Regions from separate parts of the Sus scrofa genome. Here all the other regions are linked to region 3. A link is a contact called in public HiChIP or PLAC-seq and promoter capture Hi-C data. All regions are on one chromosome and are shown on one strand. Each heading gives the region's core, a stretch centred on a gene start, on an enhancer-like site or on the middle of the called end of the contact. The rest is flanking DNA. Distances are from core to core; before and after follow the strand shown.

The links. Promoter capture Hi-C pulls out the DNA fragments that hold promoters and counts their contacts. HiChIP or PLAC-seq counts read pairs in DNA pulled down with a chosen protein or histone mark.
Region 1: an H3K27ac HiChIP or PLAC-seq map of alveolar macrophages shows a contact between it and region 3. The contact joins the promoter of MAN2B1 here to the promoter of LOC102167351 in region 3. A contact is called at or near these places in 2 of 5 promoter capture datasets (fetal skeletal muscle and liver) and 1 of 2 datasets of contacts at active chromatin or transcription factors (alveolar macrophages).
Region 2: a contact with region 3 is called in a promoter capture Hi-C map of liver, with 5 times the contacts expected there. The contact joins the promoter of WDR83 here to the promoter of LOC102167351 in region 3. A contact is called at or near these places in 1 of 5 promoter capture datasets (liver) and 1 of 2 datasets of contacts at active chromatin or transcription factors (alveolar macrophages).

Annotation. Positions count from the first base shown.
Region 1 is chr2:66,325,995-66,330,633 of Sscrofa11.1, reverse strand. MAN2B1 (lysosomal alpha-mannosidase) reads right to left here and starts at 1,583. Exons shown (of 24, transcript XM_003123314.4): 1 at 1,356-1,583. The coding sequence starts at 1,517. It overlaps WDR83OS (WD repeat domain 83 opposite strand), which reads right to left. Exons shown (of 4, transcript NM_001001645.1): 2 at 3,711-3,816; 3 at 3,114-3,211; 4 at 2,639-3,019. The coding sequence ends at 2,953. LOC100736972 (a long non-coding RNA gene) reads left to right here and starts at 1,623. Exons shown (of 6, transcript XR_002341622.1): 1 at 1,623-1,777; 2 at 1,980-2,053; 3 at 3,139-3,220.
Region 2 is chr2:66,309,928-66,314,381 of Sscrofa11.1, reverse strand. WDR83 (WD repeat domain-containing protein 83) reads left to right here and starts at 1,543. Exons shown (of 9, transcript XM_003123321.6): 1 at 1,543-1,898; 2 at 1,981-2,101; 3 at 2,184-2,289; 4 at 2,534-2,582; 5 at 2,665-2,791; 6 at 4,244-4,311; 7 at 4,409-4,454. The coding sequence starts at 1,796. WDR83OS (WD repeat domain 83 opposite strand) reads right to left here and starts at 1,462. Exons shown (of 4, transcript NM_001001645.1): 1 at 1,383-1,462. The coding sequence starts at 1,432.
Region 3 is chr2:66,889,461-66,894,244 of Sscrofa11.1, reverse strand. LOC102167351 (zinc finger protein 709-like) reads left to right here and starts at 2,767. Exons shown (of 5, transcript XM_021083749.1): 1 at 2,767-3,682.

The DNA.
Region 1 (4,639 bases), core at 334-2,833, 560 kb after region 3:
TTAGAGCACCTCTCATTCACACCCTGGAGAAATAGTAGTAGGTAATGTTTCTTAAACATTTGCAAATACCAAGCAGCCACCCTGGGGTTCGGGGACAATATTTCCTGTTTTCAGACACTGAGGATCAGAGAGGGTAAGTGTTTGGGTAAGGTCATGTAGCCAGGAAGTGAAAGAGCCAGACTGCAATTTCAGGCAGACTCCCAGCTCTCAACAAGCCCCCAGGCCACACACATAGCTAGTAGCTGGCTCACACCCAATCACACAGGTAATGTAACTGAGCAGGGCCTTGTGGGGCTCTTGGGCACAAAAGCCTTTCTGTGCCCCCCATTTCTTGTTCTTAAGAAATTAGCCTCATTCAGCTTCCATAACCCTCCCTGAGTTACCAGGGAGGTTCAGACAGTTGCCGAACAGGGAAGCAAGGAGATACAAAGACAAGGGAGGAACAGTCAAGAAAAAATAGTACAGCCTTGGGACAGGATCCTGGTTCCCTCTCAAGGGATACACATAATAATATAGGCATCTTATACGCTTAAGAGAAAAGTTATATTACTTATGCTTCTTTTAGAAATGAACACTTTAAAATTGAACAGCTTAGAGTCTTTCCTTGTCCTTCTCCCTGGCTTAACTGCACCCTAAACAGTCACAGGTAAACTAAAGATTAAGCGTCCTGAGCACAATTGCCTGTGGATTAAATATTATTAGCACATGATTTTTTTTCAGGAACTTCCCTAGTTTGTTCTAATCTCTGATCAATATACCCTTTTCCCAAGTACTGTTTTTCTAGGCGACAACCCAGAAGACCACCATTGTGATCATGCTGATATCTCCTGACTCCAGCTTTGAAGACTAAGATCCCCCCCAAAGAAAGAAGAATGCATGTTTGTTCCAATCCTTGATTCCTATTTGAAAATCTGTCTTCCTTCTTTTTACTATAAAACTCCTAGCAATTCTTTCCAATGGCATTGGGAGGGCACAGTCTTTAGGGTATTAGCCTGCTGTGACCCTCCTTTGCCTGGCAAAGCAATAAAGCTATTTTTTTTCTCCTTCACCCAAAACTCTGTCTCTGAGTTTCTATTAGGCAACGGTGGACAGAGGCCAATCTTCAGCAACGGTAAATGTATGCAGAGTCCAGGTAAGCCAACCCGCAGAAGCAAGGGAGGCAGATACAGACAGCGCCATTCTCAGACACACACAGCCAGACCTCTCAATGACACCAAGCATATGCTCAGACCATGCTGTCATATTAGCAACCAGTCACTAGTCACCACAGAACTGAGCCACCCACAGACCCGAATCCTACTGGGAGCTTCACTCTGGAAGTTGAAGGACATTTCCGCTCGCGGGCCCACGCTCACCTGGTATCCGGCGGCCCAAACGCCGTGCGCCGCCAGCAACAACAAAAAAAGGAAGGAGAAAGGCGGGAGCGGTGGCTGCAGCGCGCCGGAGCGCTTCCGGGACCCCGCCTCGTCCTGGCCGCCACCAGCGCGGACCCCCCAAAACCGCGCCTCGGCAACCATGGCTCTGCTGCGGCCGCCACTGCCTCCAGGGGTTTCCCGTGCCGGGCCTAGGCTCAGCAAAGGCCCCGCCCCCAGGATTCGGCTTGACCAATGGGTGCCAGCGAGGGCGGGGCTAGGGTGTGGCCTAGAGAGTCACGAGACGGAGATAGTAGCTCTGGGTACCCTGGGGGCCTAGGAGTACAGCGAGGCCCTGGGTGTGTGTAGCCCCTCCCGGCGCTGGTTTCCTCAGAAAATGTTTTAGTCTAGCTGCTTCCTTGGAGGTAGGAGCAGGGGTCTCAGATTTTCCTACGGGTGCTGGGGTTTGCCTTGGAAGTAAAATATGTGCGTAGAATCCTAGGGTATGCCGTTGACCTTCAGGGCTAGGGTCCGCCAGGAACCTAGCTTGGCCAGGAGCAGAGGTTAATGGGTGCCCTTTTCTGTCCTACGGATTGAGACATTGAGTAAAGGAATTGCCTCTTACAGCGCTGGGGAGGGGTGGCATCCAGCCTTGGGAGAGACACGGATGTCCTCTGGAGAGGAGAGTGAGAACTTCACAGGTAAGGGAAAACGGTTTTTCTTGCCTTCCCTGGTCCCTACCAGTACATCTGACTTGCTTACAGTACCCCCATTCCCCTGATAAGAAAACCAAAGCCCAGGAGTTCCCATTGTGGCGCAGTGGTTAACAAATCCGACTAGGAACCAGGAGGTTGCAGGTTCGATCCCTGGCCTTGCCCAGTGGGTTAAGGATCCGGTGTTGCTGTGAGCTGTGGTCGCAGACGCGGCTTGGATCCCGCATTGCTGTGGCTATGGCGTAGACTGGAAGCTACAGCTCCGATTAGACCCCAGCCTGGGAACCTCCATATGCAGCAGGAAGCTACCCTAGAAAAGGCAAAAAAAAAAAGAAAAAAGAAAGAAAACCAAAGCCCAGATTCCTCAGATTAGCCCTGCTGCCAGAGGGCAAAGATCACTGTTCTGTCTCTGGCAGGGGACTTAGGGCTGGAGGCGTGTGAAATAAGAAAACTACCCTGAAGTCTCCAAACTAAGGCTCCCACCCAAGGTCTGACAGAGTGGAAGAACTGGAGCCCTTCCCCCTGCTAAGACAAGCACCCACAATGCACCGGAGAGTGAGGTCACAGAGAACATCCAGAATGCAAAACTTTATTAACTGGTTTCAACATGAAAATGATTGGAAACATGGACAGCACCTCCCCCAGCAGCAGGCAGGGTGGGGAAGGCAGGCAGGAGTGGGTTGGCCTATGCAATTCCCCTCGCTGCCTCAGCAGAAGTGGGATCCCAGGGACAGAGCCAAGTTCCCTCCATCCACCTGCTGGCCCTGAGACTACCTCACCCAGAGAAGCCCAGGACTGCAGTTGAGGGCCAGAGACTGAGTAGCCAAGGCCCAGGCCTAGGGCAAGGTGGACAGAGGGGTCCAGGATGGGACCCCTCTAGGCTGACATCACCAGGGGGGCGTCATGGGCTGAGGGTTCTGCAGATACGACATCACCACAGCAGAGATGGACAGCCTGAGACAGGAGAGAGGAGTCAGTCCAGGATGGATAGGCTTGGGGATCCCCTCCCCTTACCCAGGAGTCCCTCCCTCTCCAGGCCCAGGCTCACATGAAGCTACTCATCATCTGTTTAGTGTCCTCAGAGCTCCGGGAGTTGGCAAAGCTGATGAAGGAACAGTAGACGGCAACCCAAGCGCACCACTTCAGCTGGGAGAGGTAAGTGGATGGATGGGTTAGGTCAGTGAGAGGCACCCTAATGAGCCCACATAAGGGCCATTCCCAGGCACCAGTGCCAACCCCAAGTCCACCTGGTGCAGCTCAAACCTTGCCCCACAAAGTCCCACAGTCCCAGGCCCCCATAGCTAACTCCGGTACCAAAGCACTGGTCCTACTCCCTTGTCCTGCATGTCTGACCCCACATCCCCTCAGGCCTAAGGAGAATGGCCCTTGACATCCCCCATCACACTAAGGACCCCACCTTTTTTCCACCAGTCCCCTCCAAGATGCTTTAAAACCTGGCCCCATCCTCAGACCAATCTCCCATGTACCTACCCTGACCCAGACCCTTGGCTTCCCCCAGAGCTCTGGCTTTCTTCACCCAGCATCACCCCAGCCCTGACCCCTCAGTGCTGGCCCTGCTTCATTCTGAATCCATCCCTTCCCCAGTGCCAGGTAGAGCTACCTGGAAGGAAACAGCCCTGCCCACCTTGAGCATGAGGCCACACATGCTGAAGATCATGCCAAGCAGGTTCATGTAGTCTGGTGTTGGGTCATCCAAGGCTGGGTTACACTCACTGGGCGGGGGTTTGTACCTGCAGCAGGTTCAGGGTCAGGGGTGCTCAAGGTCCACTCCCAGGATGGGCAGGTACTCCCTTGGGCTCCCAACCCACAACCTGAGGCCCATTCCCACTGTTAAAAATAAAGCCACAGGAGTCCCTGTCATGGTTAAGTGGTTAACGAACCCAACTAGGAACCATGAAGTTGTGGGTTCGATCCCTGGCCTCGCTCAGTGGGTTAAGGATCCACCATTGCCATCAGCTGTGGTGTAGGTCAAAGACGCAGCTTGGATCTGATGTAGCTGTAGGCCAGCTGCTACAGCTCCAATTTGACCCCTAGCCTGCGAACTTCCACATTCCACAGGTGCAGCCCTAAAAAGACAAAAGACAAATAAATAAATGAATAAATAAATAAGGAAAACCACAGGCCAAAAATGGAGTCACTTATGCTAGATCAATCCACTTAAACTTAACTGGAGCTTCAGCCTCCTCCAGAAATGTAGTCTTAACTGGTCAGTCAGGAGTTTTCTGATCTGCACTAATGTAGTCTGTCACACAGGCCCTCTCCCCTCTCCATCCCCCAAAGGAAGAGGTAACCTACCTAATAAGACCCTTTTTTCCCCAAAAAGGAAGTGACCCAATCTGAAATAATCCTTTTGTTTCTGCTTATGACTTCCTTGCCCTGCCTTTAAAAACCTTTCCCTGGGAGTTCCCGTCGTGGCGCAGTGGTTAACGAATCCGACTAGGAACCATGAGGTTGCGGGTTCGGTCCCTGCCCTTGCTCAGTGGGTTAACGATCCGGCGTTGCCATGGGCTGTGGTGTAGGTTGCAGACGCGGCTCGGATCCCACGTTGCTGTG
Region 2 (4,454 bases), core at 294-2,793, 580 kb after region 3:
TCCTAGCAAAAAAAAAAAAAAAAAAAAAAAAAAAAGGGCGGGGGGAGTTCCTGTTGTGGCTCAGTGGAACAAACAGGACTAGTATCCATAAGGATGCGGATTCAATCCCTGGCCTGGCTCAGTGGGTTAAGGATCTGTGGGTTAAGGATCTGGCGTTGCTGTGGCTGTGGTGCAGGCCAGCAGCTGCAGCTCTGATTTGACTCCTAGCCTGGGAATTTCCATATGCTAGAGGTGTGGCCCTAAAAAGCCAAAAAAAAAAAAAAAAAAAAAAAAAAAAAGTGACTCCTTCAATGGGATACTCTTTGATATATTTTAATTTTGACTGGTTTGAGTGCTGAGGACCACAGCTCCAAAGCGCACTCCAAACACTGCAAATTATCCTGTTTATTTTAATCATAATAATCTCCCTGGTGCACCATATTCTCTCAAGAGCTTTAAATGTATATTCACAGCCGCTAACCACCAAGCAGAATATCTCCCTAAAACATCAGAAAAGGAACAAGAGAATGACCAACTTAAAGATGGTGAACCTGAAGCCAGTCAGGACCTGTGAATATCACAGAGGTTAAGCAAAAATATAAAAACCTATGAACACCATGCAAAGGAACAACAAAAACTACAATAACCTCAAACACAGCAGTGGGTAATGGCTCTCACACCTGAAGTGTTTTTTTATTTGTTGGTTTGGTTGGGCCACCCTCGCCCCCATGTGGAAGTTTCTGGGCCAGAGATCAAACAGGCGCCACAGCAACAACCCTAGCTGCTGCAGAGACAAATCCTTAACCCACTGAGCCACAAGGGAACTCCTCAAGCCTTTTTTTTAAATTTTATTTCTTTTTTTTTTTATCTTTCCAAGCCTTAAGTTTTGATTACACCTCTCAGTCAAGCTGAGAGTCCAATCAAAAGAGGGGCACTGTTTAAAAAAAAAAAACCACAGGCCCAAAACGGAGTCACTTGGACTAGGGCCAAGCCACCAAAGCAGGGCCTAATACCTAACTTAATTGAAGCTTCAACCTCCTCCAAAAAAATGTAGTTTTAAGAGTTCACTCAGTATTTTTCTGATCAGCACCAAACGCATTAGTCTGTTACAGAGTGCCTCTCCCGTCTCCATCCCCCAAAAAGAAGACGAGGTAACCATCACCTAATAAGACCCTTTTTTCCCCAAAAAGGAAGTGACTTAATCTAAAATAATCCTTTTTTCTTATGACTTCCTTGCCCTGCCTTCAAAAAACTTTCCATTTCCGTAGCCCTTAAGAGCCCCTTCCCCCCCTTGCTAGATGGGATACTGCCCAATCCATGAATCGTTTGATAAAGCCAATTAGAAACTTAAAATTTACAGCTGTTTTTCGTTTTTTTAACACCATGACAACTAGGATCCTCACCTCAGCACTTTGTTAGGCCTCCGTGGGTCCGACATACTGTTAGCGGACATAGCGAGTCAGAAGTCGCGCCTCTTCCGCTGCGGGTGTCGCAGCTTCTGGCAGCTTCCGATGTGGAAACGGAGGAAGGCTTTTGGAGTAACGCCCTCAGCCCTCGTGCTTCCGTTCCTAACGGCGGGGGCCGGAACTCTCCCAGCTAGGGGAAAGAATTGGAAGCCAAAAGTATTCCTAGAAAACAGGAAATGGGAAAAGAAAGTGAAAACTGGAAACAGGCTTCAGTATTCCCAATATTATCTCCAAAAAGCTGAAACTATTGAATCCGGAAGTGATAAATAGGAAGTAGACCATAGAGGACAATAATAAGGTTACACCCAGAGCAAGGAAAGCTTCGGTGGCGAGGAAGGGAGCCGAGTGCGATGGCTTTCCCTGAGCCAAAGCCACGTGGCCCGGAGCTGCCACAGAAACGGTTGAAGACATTGGACTGCGGGCAGGGGGCTGTGCGAGCCGTGCGATTTAATGGTGAGCGCCCTTATCTCATTCCGGGTCCTCCTCCCTCCTCCTGAGATCGGAGACCCAGTAACCCCTGCCTGGTGTTCCCCAGTGGATGGCAATTACTGTCTGACTTGCGGCAGTGACAAGACCCTGAAACTGTGGAACCCGCTGCGGGGGACGCTACTGCGGACATACAGCGGCCACGGCTATGAGGTGCTGGACGCGGCCGGGTGAGCTGAGGGCCAGGCCAGAATATGGGCGCTGAGGCTGTGATCAGAGGTCGACGTTAACCTTCCCTCCTCTGCCCTCTAGCTCCTTTGACAACAGCAGTCTCTGTTCTGGCGGCGGGGACAAGGCCGTGGTGCTGTGGGATGTGGCATCAGGGCAGGTCGTGCGAAAATTTCGGGGCCATGCTGGGGTGAGTGCAAGCAAGAAGGTGGCCTAATTGGAGAGGATGGTCATTTGCATGAAGGTGGTGACAGGGACCACCATTTGCTCAGTTACAGCACAAGGATCCTCCCCTTCCCCAAGGGTCGTCTTACCAAGCCCTGTCCTTGTAGTTCCCCACAAACCTTTCACCTCCCCTACCCCTAGCTTTTTCCCTTGCCTTTATCCCCATCCTCCAAAGTCCAGCTTCTCTAAATAGCAGTTCCATTTCACAGAAGGTGAACACAGTGCAGTTTAATGAAGAGGCCACAGTTATCCTGTCTGGTGAGTGCGGGGCCTAGGCAGGTGGGCCCAGGGTGCTGCTTCTGTCCCCCAAACCTGATCCACCTTCATGCTGACCACACAGGCTCTATCGATTCCAGTGTGCGCTGCTGGGACTGCCGCTCTCGGAAACCTGAGCCAGTACAGACGCTGGATGAAGCCAGGGATGGCATATCCAGTGTGAAGGTGTCGGACCATGAAGTCCTGGCAGGGTGAGTGGGGCCAGGACCTTGCCCCTCCCCAGGTGCCAGGAGGGATCGTAGCTGCTTCTGTCCGAAAATTAAAATCTGCTCTCCTCGCTTTGCTTACAAGGCCCTCTATGGTCTAGTCCCTGTTGTACTCTGAGCTTTTATTCATTCCTGGCCTCATTTCTGTTAAATATGCCACACATGCTCCCACCCCAGGACCTCCTTTTGCAATTGCTCTTCCCTCTGCCTGGACCGCCCCTCTGCTACTCATTCAGAGTATATCTGAACACCTCCTGCAGGTCACTTTTTTAGTCAGTGAGCATACAGCAATGAACAAGATAGGGAAATAAGGAAAAACACCTGCCCACATAAAGTCGACATTCTAGCTACAGGAGGCAAACAACTGAAAAAAAAAAAAAAAAAAACCACGCAGAGCTGCCTAAGCATTGCCACAGCCTGAGTGTCATTTCACACCTTGAGTGGTGGGGGAGCATTTGGACTGCACAGCCTGTGGGCTGGCCCACTTCCCACACATCTCCACTTGGACTGCAAACGGTTGGCTCCTTCTCATCCCCAAGTCCCAATTCAGATGCTACCTCCTCAGGGCGGGGATTACCCTCAGTCATCAAGGCTCTATGTTGGCAGCAAGTGCCTCTGGCTTGGCAGCACCTGTGTCCCCAAGCCCCCACATGGGGTCTGGCCCTGAGAGGGAGCTTGGTACAAATCCAAAACAGATGGAACGGGACCTGGTTGGCCCCTAGGTCCGAGTCTCAAAGCCAGTGCCTCAGGGAGCTCCCGCTGTGACACAATGGGATTGGCAGCATCTTGGGAGCCACTGGGACACAGGCCCAGCATGGTGAGTTAGGGATCAGGCATTGCTGCAGCTGTGGCTTAGGTCAAGACTGTGGCTCCAACCTGATCCCTGGCCCAAAAGCTCCATATGCTTTGGGCCAGCCAAAAATGACAAAAAAAAAAAAAGCCAGTGAAGTTCCTGTTGTGGCGCAGTGGTTAACAAATCCGACTAGGAACCATGAGGTTGCAGGTTCGAACCCTGGCCTTGCTCAGTGGGTTAAGGATCCCACGTTGCTGTGAGCTGTGGTGTAGGTTGCAGACGCGGCTTGGATCCCGAGTTGCCGTGGCTCTGGCGTAGGCCGGCGCTACAGCTCCAATTTGACCCCTAGCCTGGGAACCTCCATATGCCATGGGAGCGGCCCAAGAAATGGCAAAAAGACAAAAAAAAAAAAAAAAAAGCCAGTGCCTCAGAATTCCACTCATGAATTCACTTCAGTGCATGCAGTGCATGTTTTCCATGGCCAGTCCTGAGCATGACATGACATAAAGGGTACCCAGGAAGGGCAGGCACCCAGCCTTGCCCTCAGGGCCCTGGCAAGGTGAGGGGGTACAGGGATACCAAGGCTGGAGCCATGGACCTACTAGGCCCTGCAATGCTGCAGGTGGATCCACTCTTTGTTACAGCTCCGTAGATGGCCGGGTGAGGCGCTATGACCTGAGGATGGGACAACTCTTCTCGGACTACGTGGGCAGTGAGTATGGCTGGAGCTGCGGGGCAGACAGGGAAGGTGGGGGCAGCACAGGAGACCCCAACCTGATCTGCCTGCCTGCCCCTCCCTTCCCCACTAGGCCCCATCACCTGCACCTGCTTCAGCCGGGACGGGCAGTGCACCCT
Region 3 (4,784 bases), core at 1,518-4,017:
CATTGCATGGGCCCTGATGTGCTATGTGATTTCCAGGTCTTATAAATAATAAGCCTTTCTTTTCTTTTTCCTTTTTTTAAAAAAGATTTGTTTATTTATTTATGGTATTTTTTAGGGTTGCACCTGCAGCGTATGGAACTTCCCAGCCTAGGGATCAAATCAGAGCTGCAGCTGCCAGCCTACACTGCAGCCATGGCAATGTCAGATTCTTAATCCACTAAGCAAGACGGGGGATCAAATTTGCATCCTCATGGATACTAGTGAGGTTCCTTACCACTGAGCCACAACAGGAAGTCCCTAAGCCTTTATTTTTTCAAAAGTTTCCTGATGGTTATGGTTGAAGGGCAACTTGCAATCATAATAAGAACCACAAGACCTGGTCCAACCACAACACTGATTATTCATAGGCCAAGACCTGCATAAAACAAAAGGTTCTACTGACATTTCCTCAAGCTCACTAGTTCTTTACTCACACATTACCACTGCATTGATAAGCACTCCCTCTCTCCCCACGTACACTTCTTTGCTATTCTCTTTGTAGGCTTCACGTGTCTTAAATTTCTCTTTTGTTTTTTTTCTTAAGAGTTTCTATTTCTGCATACCTTCCCTGACTGTTCTTGCACATATCCACTAGTTCTATCAGGGCCTTTAGCATAATCATTGTTGCTTCAAGCATCTGGACTAATAATTGTAAGATATCTGCTACATCTAAATCAAGTTCTTTTGTTCATCCTCTTTCCTGAAGAAAAATTTTAAAAGTATTTGTGTCTTTTTAATTTTTTGTTGAATATGAGACATGATGTACTGTAAAAAGGAACTGAAGTAAATAGGCCTTTAGTGTAAGGTTTTATGTCTACCTGATGGTTAGGCTGTATTGATTGTTTCTTGTAACTGTCAGTGGCCAACATATCCTCAGGTTCCTCGTTTTTGTCTCCCATGTCATCTCTGAGGACACTATAGAGACTTAAAGAAATTCTGAAACTTACAGTTCTTTCAGTGTTTCCCACTGTTATTAAACAGAAATTTTCTTGATGTACTGGTATGTTGAGGGTAGAGAAGGAATGTTCTAAACACCCATGATTTGGTCTCAGTAAGCTTTTTCTTTTTAGGGCTGCACCTGCAGCATGTGGAAGTTCCCAGGCTAGGGGTGGAATCAGGACTGGAGGTGCTACCATATGCCACGGCCACAGCAACTTGGGAGCCAAGTCAAATCTGTGACCTACACCACAGCTCACAGCAACCCTGGATCCTTAACCCCCTAAGTGAGGCCAGGGATCGAACCCATATCCTCTTGGATACTAATCAGGTTTGTAACCTGCTGAAACACAGCAGGAACTCCTTGGTCTCAATATTTTAATGGCCCTGTGTCCTTGGGCTGTGACCTTCTGTGATATAAGAAGAAAAATTTTGATCCTAGTAAATAAAGCCTTTCTGAGTGATAAGGGTGATAGGAGCATCTTATGTTCTCATGAGCCAATTGTTTCCAGGCCCCCAGATGGCTTCAGGATGGGGTTGGTCGCTAGGAAACCAAGCTTTGATTAGAGACTTAGAACTCTCAGCCGAGTTCCCAATCTCTGGGGAGAAAGAAGGGGCTGGAGATGGAGTTAATCACCAGTGGTCAATGAGTTAACCAGTCATGCCTATGTAAGGAAACTCCGTGAAAACCTCTCAACCTTGGGGATCAGAGAGATCGAGGTTAGTGAGCACATCGTGTGCTGGGAGGCCGTCATGCCTGGAGAAGGTCTGGAGGCTCCCTAGCCCTGACCACCACTTTGCCCTGGGCCCCCTTTTGCCATTTGGCTGTTCCTGACTTGTATCTGTTACAACAACCGGGCAATAATAAGAAAAGTGGTTTCCTTCATTCTGCAGGTCATTCTAGAGAATTAACAAACGTGAGGATGCGTTCAAGGAGCCTCCGAATTTGTAGTGGGCCACAAAGAAATGTGCGTAGGCTGCCCCCAGCCCACCCCCACCCCATTTGCTGCTGGCATCTGACATGCGGGCAGTCTCGTGGGACTGAGCCGTTATACTGTGGCATCTGAACTGAACTCTGGTGAGTTCTTGGTGAGAACTGAATTGAATTGTAGGCCAGCCACCCAGTTGGTTTTAGAGAGTTGAATAAGCGCTTTGGCAAAACACACTTCAGGTTTACTGTCAGGAGGGGAAAATAACCTAGCAACCCCACAAGTGTTTCTGAGTAGCCACGACCACCCCCACCTTAGGTGAGGCAGAAAGGCTAGAGGAAGCAAGTTGCCAGGGTGGCAGTTTCCCTCCCACTAGGCCAGTTAGGCTGTAGCAAAATCCCAGTGGTTAGATTTTGGGTGAACGAGAATCTTTGGAGTACAGGCCTTGTCGAGCAGAATAGAGTATGTGGGGCATATTTCAGAAGAGCTCCTTTTCTGTCTTGCTTTCAGATTTTGGAGGCAGTGGTTTTGAGGTAGGCGGTAGCTGGGCCCCTGGGCTGCGAACAGCTGGGACTTGTCAGGCTGAGTAAATTGGGCCTTGTTTCTCTTTGACACCTCAAGGAGAAAGTTAGTGGCAGGAGCTGAGCTCTGCTGGAGTAGAAAGATAAGATGACCATTTCAGTCACTCCTGGGGTCAAGGAGAGCTCCCCAATTACACATGCACAGTTAGACTCCTAGGGGTCAAAAGGGGATGGGGGCTCCAGGCCATAATAAGTCCTGCAACCATCCCAGAACCCCTTGCTCTGGAGTCCATCTTTGCCAAAAGATGTGCATGCATGTGGAGGGGTAGGGGAAGAATTGGGGAGGTGAGCCTGGGTCTGGTCAAGTGTGAGAAATAGAACAAGATGATGGCCAAAGGTCAACAAAGACCCACAAGAACTGTGCTGTGTAAGTGATTTAAATCACCTCTCTGGTGTGCTAACTCAGGAGGCGGCCCACACCCACACTCCTCTTTTAGGAGTGTATTACTACTTTGCTTCTGACTTAAATAAATTACTCCTCTGTGTGCTCTTCCCCATGTCTTACTGTGACTCTTAACAATAGGCTTCGTACTGGTTTTTTCTGTCCTTGCCTCCTTGAAAAAGTATTGCTTTCAACAGAGGGCAAGAATCAGAGAAATTCTGCTCCCAGCCTCTCCCTGGTCTATCAGCTAGGATTCCTGGTTTTCATTCAGGCTGCCCAGATTCAATTCCTAAACAGAGATTCTTAACTGATATAGCTTTAAGCCATCACTCACTGTTATCTCTCTGAGATCAGTTCGCCCTGTCACCTCAATGCTTTGATAGATCTACGCAGAGCGCTTGATTTTAGGTTTGTTTGATGTTTATAGTGGATGGGAATCACCTTCTAAGCGCCTTAACTAACTGTGAAGCCTTATGATTCATTGCAGGGTCTGTGGAAAAGCCAGTTCCCTGCCGCTGCCGGCACAAGCTCAGCTCCAAGATCCGCCCTCTAACCTACGGTGACACAGGCCCGGGAGGGTGTGGCCTTGCGAACTGTCCAATCAGGGGACTCGCGGGTTAAGAACACCTTCCTTGTGCGCGCGTGCGTGTGTGGGTGGAGCGGGCTGCCACCAACTGGCTGTAGCGGCCGGAAGCCAAACTGGGTCCACTTAACTGCCTCAGATGAGTCTGTCACCTCCTCTGTCATTGTGACCCGCGCTTGCCGGCTGGGAGTCGTGGTGGTGGACGACCTGGAACCGGAGAAACGGAAACATGGTGAGTTGTGGGACCCAGTATCGGCCATGAGCACACCCTGGCTTCCCCGCGGCGGACCTGGGTACCCAGTCCGCGGGGGCGGGGGCGGGGCGCAGCGTGGGGCCAGGGCCAGCAGTCCGGGTGCGGCGGTTTTTGCTCTAAGTTGTGCTGTGACCGCAAAAGGTCACTGGGGCAGCGGAAACTCGGTCTCCGAGGTTGGTGCGTGGAGGAGCTGTGGTCTGTGGGGTCCCCTGTCCCTTCTTTCTTCCCGGGAGACCCGTTTGCCCTCTTCGCTTTTTCAAGTTTGAGGAGCAGGGTCTCATATCCACGACCCTCCCCTCCGCCCCCGCCAAGACCAGTTTCTCCCAGGGCTGGCAAGAAATGTCTTGAAGTTTCCAGATCTTCCCTCTCCTATTCATAGCTTCCTTATTAACTTCTTTACGCGGAGCTCCGTGGCTACCTCTTAGGCCTGCATTTACAGCTCCAGTTCTCCCCTAGCCTGGGAACTTCGTATGCCGCACTGCTGCCCTAAAAAGCCAAAAAAAAAAAAAAAAAGTGGGCACTATTTTGCTTATCATTTCTGCACGGAGCCATGGATGGCTTTTTGTTTTTTGCCTGCGCATAATTTCCAGGAGAAGAAATCAGGTGCTAATCACCTGGAACTACCTTGTATAGAAGCCCCACCCCCAGAATCTTTCCTGGGCACAGCCATCCTATTTGAGTCCTTTGGGTAGAGATTCCTTTTTGGAAACTGCTGGGTGGTTTGTCTTTTCATCACAGTTCCAGGTAGCCCTGCCTGTCCCTGAGTTTGTGATTTGGTTCTCTTTTTTAAGTCTCCTTTTTTCAGGTAAATATAAAATGTATTTAATCAATAGATTGGAAAATTACATTCCATTTTAAAAATTTTAGGTTTCTTTTTTTTTTCTTTCACCCCATGATTGAGTGTAGTTAAAGATCTGTTTTTCTCTTTTGGGTGATTTCAAATGCAATATCAGAGCTATGCTTCCATATCCAGAAGTGTGTTGGATTACAGTTGTTTTCCAGTTTCTTGCCACGAAAATAATAATCAACTGACATTTATTTTCTGAAATGAATGGATATTGCGGGAGCGGGGGTTGTTGCT